Linked DNA regions of Triticum aestivum: region 2 is linked to region 1. The links are chromatin contacts, called in public Hi-C maps. All regions are on one chromosome and are shown on one strand. The core of a region is the stretch at or near the end of the contact, and the rest is flanking DNA. Distances in the headings are between cores, read along the strand shown. Region 1 holds the start of LOC123045387 (1,4-alpha-glucan-branching enzyme 2, chloroplastic/amyloplastic). Region 2 holds the start of LOC123045389 (neutral/alkaline invertase 3, chloroplastic).

The links. Hi-C and Micro-C count contacts between places; a contact is called where the count stands out from the background.
Region 2: a Hi-C map of leaf shows a contact between it and region 1, with 6 times the contacts expected there. The contact joins the promoter of LOC123045389 here to the promoter of LOC123045387 in region 1. A contact is called at or near these places in 2 of 5 Hi-C or Micro-C datasets (both in leaf).

Annotation. Positions count from the first base shown.
Region 1 is chr2B:451,028,251-451,031,954 of IWGSC CS RefSeq v2.1, forward strand. It overlaps LOC123045387 (1,4-alpha-glucan-branching enzyme 2, chloroplastic/amyloplastic), which reads right to left and starts at 2,328. Exons shown (of 22, transcript XM_044468418.1): 1 at 2,016-2,328; 2 at 1,612-1,712; 3 at 1,093-1,334; 4 at 593-691; 5 at 380-422; 6 at 182-241. The coding sequence starts at 2,157.
Region 2 is chr2B:451,295,509-451,299,212 of IWGSC CS RefSeq v2.1, forward strand. LOC123045389 (neutral/alkaline invertase 3, chloroplastic) reads left to right here and starts at 1,740. Exons shown (of 6, transcript XM_044468422.1): 1 at 1,740-2,377; 2 at 2,647-2,815; 3 at 2,912-3,123; 4 at 3,558-3,704. The coding sequence starts at 1,865. LOC123045390 (histone deacetylase 9) reads left to right here. Exons shown (of 14, transcript XM_044468428.1): 10 at 1-52; 11 at 298-368; 12 at 549-647; 13 at 836-902; 14 at 1,150-1,508. The coding sequence ends at 1,235.

The DNA of each region.
Region 1 (3,704 bases), core at 1,078-3,577:
AGGATGGACTAAATTCAGTAGGATCTTTAGGCTGAAGCTTAAGACACTGACAAATTATACCATTTTGGTATGATATAGTTGAGGCTCAACTTTAACGAACGTGCAAACAGTTAAATAAATACAAATAGATGTATCAGTAGTTACGAAGCAAAGGTGGAAGATTGCCAAGCTGTAGACATACTCTGGTCATAGTATCTGCATTTGGATTCCAATTGTTGAAGTCACCTACTAATGCTGCAGACTGTAACAGGATGCAAAAGCCAGATCATAAATTTAGAGTAACTGGTCAGTATTCAGTAAGCTATTTTGTAAGTTCAGTAAGCTAGTTGGTGAATAGTGACCATTAACAATAGATTAGAAGGTGTCTGTTAAGACGTACATGCGCTCCAGGAGCCCATTCTCGGTAAGTGATACCTTCAGCACTGGAAAAAGAGGGGGGGAAACAGGAATTATAAATTTTCTTATAAGATAAGCAATTAGATGATACCTTCAGCACTGGAAAAAAGAGAGGGGAAAACAGGAATTATAAATTTTCTTACAAGATATGCAATTAGACTAGTGGAGGCGTTTCATAGTAAAGCTTTAAATTTACCTGCGGGTAAATCCAAGCTTTTCATAACCACGAGAAAATGCTTCCAATCCACCTTCATGTTGGTCAATAGCAGCACGAATTCTCTTGTATTCGCTGTATCTGTTGAATCCACCAAGGCATACCCAAAATCATTCAAATTTAGCAGTGTGTTTTCCCCAAAACAAAAAGGCAACAAAGATAAGAAACTAAGTTGCCCAACTGGTAGATTTTTTCCCCAGGAATTTGGTAGAGGAATTAGCAAAGTAAAATCCATAACCCATCCACCACATTTTCATCAGTTTGCCACTCTGTAATTGTAATGATCGGAGACAGTTATTTGTATTGCAATTATGAGCCAATTGTAGCCAGCAATTATACATATACTTCCCAGCATATTCTCAGACCATGAGGGGAACTGTATGAAACAGTGGTCCCTAGTCTTTGCCTCTTTGATGTTCCCCAAATTTGCATGATGAAAGGACCTTAATTCAAAATGAGCGAAATTAGCGGGTAGGCATTACCGGTAGTCAAGATGGCTCCGAAAATCTTTCAGCGTTGGGTCAATCTCGTATATTTTCTGCCCATCTCCTGGTTTTGGGACAACTCGCGGTTTCTCCCCCACGACTAGTTCCTTAACTCCTTTGGTTACACCATCAGTGATTGTTTCCACAATGCCCTGAGTCGGTTCTGAATATTGAAGTTTCTCTGCAGTCCCCCCTGTCATGTTCACTTCAGCCGTTTGCTCCTCGATATCTTCAGGTATCTACAGCACACGAAAAATAGCAATTGTAGAGCAGACTAACGAAACCACAAACAGTGCATTATTTTGTGAAGTTCTTGCTAGAATGCACATCCATCTGAGTTTTCAGTGGCCCAAGAGCCAGCGCGGGGCCACAGCTAACAAACTGCACAAGGCAGTGAAGTAGTGCACAATGCTGATAGAAGAAGCTTGAAACCTGATGCCTCCGCGGCTTGGTTCATCCGATATTTGGTAAGTGAATAACGGGTGCATGAAGATTTTCCGGCACGACGGTGTGTACCTGTAATTCTTCGGGTTGCGCTGGAGTGGCCGCCAAGTCGTCGCTCTCACCGTCAGGCACCAGGACCTTCCCTGGAGAGGCCGCGCGGCTCAGGACGGCGCCTGCAAATGCAAGGATGAGTACAATAGTGAGACAATGCTACAACTTATTCGCCAAAAAAATGCTACAACTTGCAGTTACAGCAAGAACAGAAGAAAGAGTGAGAAAATATCAGCATGAAAGGAGGAGATGATCAAAGCCGTGGTAACACCAGGGCCTGAGGCGATCGCCTAATCCAGCTATCTCTCTCGTTCATGGAGATCAACTGGGGAACAGCATCGAACAGGCCATGCGCGCGCAGAGAGGCGAGGGAGAGAGAAGGGGGCCCAAAAACAGACGGGGAGATTGGAGGGAGCGAGGCGTACGAGAGGAGTCCTTCTTCCTGAGGAGCAGCGACGGCAAGTCCACCCCGCCCCTCCGCTCCGAGCCGGATCGCAGCAGTCCGCCGCCGGCGCTGGCGGGCCGCGCCACACCGAGGGTCGCGCCGGACACCGCGAACGTCGCCATCCCCGCGCAGCGAGTGAGTCGGTCAGTGGCCCAGATCTCACTCAACCCGCCGGCCGAAATGCAGCGCGGAACCCGAGTGATGGAGATATTAATTGAGAAGCGATGAGAAGGGGGAGCAACGTGTGCGGCGGGGGTGGAAGCTGGCGGGTACTGTGCAGTGCATGGGGATGGGGGGGAGAGGAGATAGACGCCAAGCCGGAAAGGGGACCCACGGGGAGAGTGTGTGTGCTGCGTCGTCTTCCTCCCTCGTGCGCGCGCACAGAGGTGGCAGCGACGGATGGACGGTGGAGGCGACGTTGCGTAGGGGACGGGAGGGAGGACGGGATCGCAAACCAACGGCTGGGAGCGCGTTTAGCTGGCCATGCCGTTACCGCCTTCTAGTACCCTCGTTTATATTTTTATTTTGTTTACAAAAAATATTTATTGTCTCCCAGACAAAAGCAGTTGGTGACGATGGAGTGTCCGTTGTCCGTCGTCTCCGACCGATCATCCGATCCGCACGCATGCGGGCCAGCTATGGCATTTTCGTAAAAAAAAAAGACCACACCACTCTGCTCCAAAAAAAATGTAGGGTACATTATGTATTGTACATATATGTAAATGAAATCGTAATACGCATACTTTCAGTGTCATCCTCTTCTCGACTCGACAACTGGGATGTTGATTTTCATTTCTTCGTTTCCACCTCGCGGACTCATCGGTGCATGGTTTGAGAATTACTACTCCCTCTGTTTCTAAATGTAAGTTTTTATATAGATTCCACTAGGTGGACTACATACAGAGTAAAATGAATAAATCCACACTTAAAATGCATCTATATACATTCGTATATAGTTCATAGTGGAATCTCTATAAAGATTTATATTTAGGAACGGAGGGAGTACATGTCATGGTGATTTGAGAATTAATCTTCCTTGTTTGAAAATGCATGTGTTTGCCAACTCATGCTTCCATTAAAAAAAGTGTGAGCTATGAATTTCCAGAGGTGAAAAGGCGCATGGTTGCTCCCTCCACATGATTAATCAGGCCTGATAGCATCGTGGTGTTCATGTGCGTCTCTCTTCTTTGCTTCGACACCCTCGTCCCCGTGTGTCACGCACTCACGTCCGCTATCAGGCTCAAGCCTGTGGTGCTGGGCTCCTGCCTCAGCGTCTGTCCAGTTCGAATGCGCCTGTTTGGGTGGTTGGCTCGAATGCGCCTGTTTGGGTGGTTGGCTCGTTTGATGCCGTGTGGGCATTCCAGCTTAGAGCATCTTCAACAGGGCCGTCCAGGGGGCTGTGCGAGCTGTGCGCTCGCCCAGGACTTCCAAATTCCAGGGGCCCCTAATTTTGGGTCGGTTCTGCATACTTATTTTTGTTTTGGGCTTATTTTTTCTGTTTTGTGTCGTACAGACTTGTTCAATGGAGCTCAGAGATTACGCCTCATGGGCCTCATCGATACATCTAGAGAATGAGTAATTCTCAAAAAAAAAAAACTGGACACTGAATCGTTTCTGTTTTTCGGTTGTGATCGATTGCTCGCTGGGCCCATCAGTCCGTTAGGTGCGT
Region 2 (3,704 bases), core at 490-2,989, 270 kb after region 1:
CGCTGTTGGGCTGTTGAAACTGGGGTTCTTCTAGACACAGAACTCCCAAATGGTATCTCATTTGTTTGTTCTGCTCCCCTTAACCTTGTTGGTTTGAGTGTCAGTAGCTAGTAATCCTTCAATATAGCGGCATTTTTCTTGTATTCTTTTTCTTCTTTTCTTGATCTTTTAAGGTGAAAAGTGAAAATGAATCCAATACTGTCCTAATACTCTTCCCTTATAGTACTACTTTCTGTAAGCAATTCTTCCTTAGTGGTTATCCATTGTCCGGAGTTTTACATGGCATTTTCTTTGCAGAGATCCCTGACAATGAATACATTGAGTACTTCGGTCCAGATTATACATTGAAAGTGCCAAATCTGAACATGGTATGAACCTTTCTGATTGATCTTTCTAACTCTATGCCTGCCTGGTGTTGTGGATTTAACTGTTGTTTGGTGCGTCATGTTTTTATATGTTGGGTACGCTTAACTAGAATATCAACTTCTTTCTTTAGAGATGTGTAGATGTGCAAATGATATTTGTCTTCCTATTGATGAATGGACCAGGACAACTTGAATAGTAAGACGTATCTCAGTTCAATCAAAGTGCAAGTAATGGAGAGTTTGCGGGCCATACAACATGCACCTGGCGTTCAGATGCAAGAGGTTAGTTTGTATTCCCATTTGCTTGTTGGTTGTTGAAACATCCCAATTAAAACTGGGGATGGATACTATGTGAAGACTAGAATACGCCTTTGCATCTTTTGTTGTCTTTATTTTTCTTGCTTCCACCAGGATAGTGTAGTTTGTTGTTTCTGAGCAGAGACCGGATACATAATGAGTTTATTTTGCAGGTTCCACCCGATTTCTATGTCCCGGATTTTGATGAAGACGAGCTGGATCCTGATGAACGTGTTGATCGTAAGTGAAATACCTCTGGCATGTCTGACAGTGCTCATTTGGACGAGTAAAAACTTGATGATTTCTCCGTGCAAACTCGCCATTGTCCTCTCGAAGCATATGCACGCCACATAATGAGAAATTTCCCCTGAAATGAAATAAATGTTATCTATTTATTCTTAAATTGGCTGTATCCTTCTTCATTCAGCCACTTTTGAACCGTGCCATCATACTATTTCTTTACAGAAGTGTGTATTATTTCATGCAGAGCATACCCAAGACAAGCAGGTTCATCGTGACGACGAGTACTATGAAGGCGACAATGACAATGATCATGATGACGGCGGACATTGAAATCGGCATCTTGGTGATGTATGTAGGTGGAAGCTGAAAGTCTTTCCTGCAGCAGCAGCAGCTGTTCAGTTTAACATCGTGGGATGGGAAATAGTTGGCTGGTTGACATTTTAGGAGGATCTAACGCCTAGGGCTGGGAAGCATTGTGGGAGAATGTAACACTTCCTGACTTGTACAACATCGTACGATTTCGCTGTACTTAAACACTCCCTCCAATCCGAATTAATTGACGCAGTCTCATACAATGGCAAAAGGAGTACCATCTTTTCAGTACGTACTTTTTTATTTAGCCTTTGGATTATTCTTTATATGGGTGGCCTTTTAAATTTGGAAAAGCAACTGATTGATAACGTTCATAGAGGCAAAACTAGATGAGACTAGCATCGAGGCAGGGAGAGGCGTGGCGTGCATAGGGAGAGAAGCACCGAGTGGTGGCCACGCACGGGTCCCCGTCGCCCACCCCTCCGTGACGGACGGCCTCACCGACAAGCAGCCAAAACGGCGCTTCGCTTCGCCCACTGGAACGCCTTTGTTTGCATCCCCCTCGTGCCCCGCGCACAGCCAATCAATCCCGTCAGTTTCGCTTTTGCGGCTCAACACAGGTTCGATTCGACGGCTCCTCCCATCGCATGGGGATCGCACAGGCTGCCGCCCCGCTGCGCCTGCATCTCGGATGCTCCGGCGCGGCGCCCCCGCGGCTCACCTCCCTCAGGGTCGGGGTCGGATCCCATGCGAGGAAGGGCGGGAGGCGGCGGAACCCTCCCCGCGCCGCCAGCTCGCTGCATCCCAGCAGCAACCCGAGAGCGCACGACCATGACCCCGCCCTCAAGCCTCCCGCTCCCGCTCCCGCCGGCGATATCGCCGGGAGGGACTTGAACGGCGCCGCCGATCACGCGCCGCAGCAGAGGCGGCGCGCGGCGAGCGACCTGGAGGAGGAGGCGTGGGCGCTCCTCCGGGAGTCAGTGGTGAGCTACTGCGGCAGCCCCGTGGGCACCATCGCCGCCTGTGACCCCAACGACTCCAGCCCGCTCAACTACGACCAGGTCTTCATCCGGGACTTCGTGCCCTCGGGCATCGCCTTCCTGCTCAAGGGGGAGTACGACATCGTCCGCAACTTCATCCTGCACACGCTCCAGCTCCAGGTCACCCACCCTTCATACTAGTAGGAGTATTTCGGTCGGTTGGTGTCTGTCAATACAGATGCTCCTCTTACTTGTGTTGTTAATAATGGGTATATGCAATTGAATCATTGATGTATCTTGATGCTCCTCAGTTCCAATAAGATTAAGCACAACCTATATGAAATTACTAGTTGAAGGCAATAAATCAGGACACCATTCTGCTCAATGTACTGCCTATCATGTATGAAACTTGTAATAATTTGTAAAAACTGATTGTTGACCATCTATAGAGCTGGGAGAAAACCATGGACTGCCACAGTCCAGGGCAAGGCTTGATGCCAGCTAGTTTCAAGGTGCGTGTTGTTCCGCTTGAAGGTGATGAAGAAGGCGCAACTGAGGAAGTCCTCGATCCTGATTTTGGGGAGGCTGCTATAGGCCGTGTGGCACCGGTTGATTCGGGTAAAGTTTTTTAATAAACCTTTTAATTCAGGTAATGTTGACTCTGTTAATACGCGCATATAGCATAAAAAAGAGGGCCTTAATGATGGTTTTCAGGTCTATGGTGGATCATATTATTGAGGGCATATGGAAAATGTTCAGGAGACCTTTCATTTCACGAGAGAATCGATGTCCAGACTGGAATAAAATTGATCTTGAAGCTCTGCTTAGCTGATGGGTTTGACATGTTCCCCACGTTGCTAGTCACTGATGGCTCCTGCATGATGGATCGTCGAATGGGTATCCATGGACACCCACTGGAGATTCAGGTAGCACAAATGTCCGAAAGTAACAGCGCAGTGAAACATCACACACACACACACACACACACACACACACACAATAAACAGCAAAAAGCACATAACCATAGCAACACAAACATATATGACGATGGCACAGGCACTAAATAGTAAATACAGTTATGGAGTCTGGTATATTTTTACACAAGGAATGAGAGAGTTCTTACATGTCTTGAATTCTTTTTGGGTATCACTCATTTCACTGCACGGAGCACAGTTCTGGCCTGAAACACAAATATTGGCCAATCGAAGCACCTGTCTTTAAAAACATGGTTATTCAGGTCAATCTAAGATTATGGTTAATAGTGCCACGTGATCCTCCCCTGCTAGTCTGTAGATGAGTGAGGATTACTTTCTGCTATTTATGCATGATTTCTCATATATCATTTTCATTTCTTGTGCAGTCACTGTTCTATTCAGCCCTCTTGTGTGCACGTGAGATGCTTACCCCAGAAGATGGATCTGCTGACTTGATCCGTGCCCTAAATAACAGGCTTATGGCGCTCTCTTTTCATATTAGGGAATATTACTGGCTTGACAAGAGAAAGCTA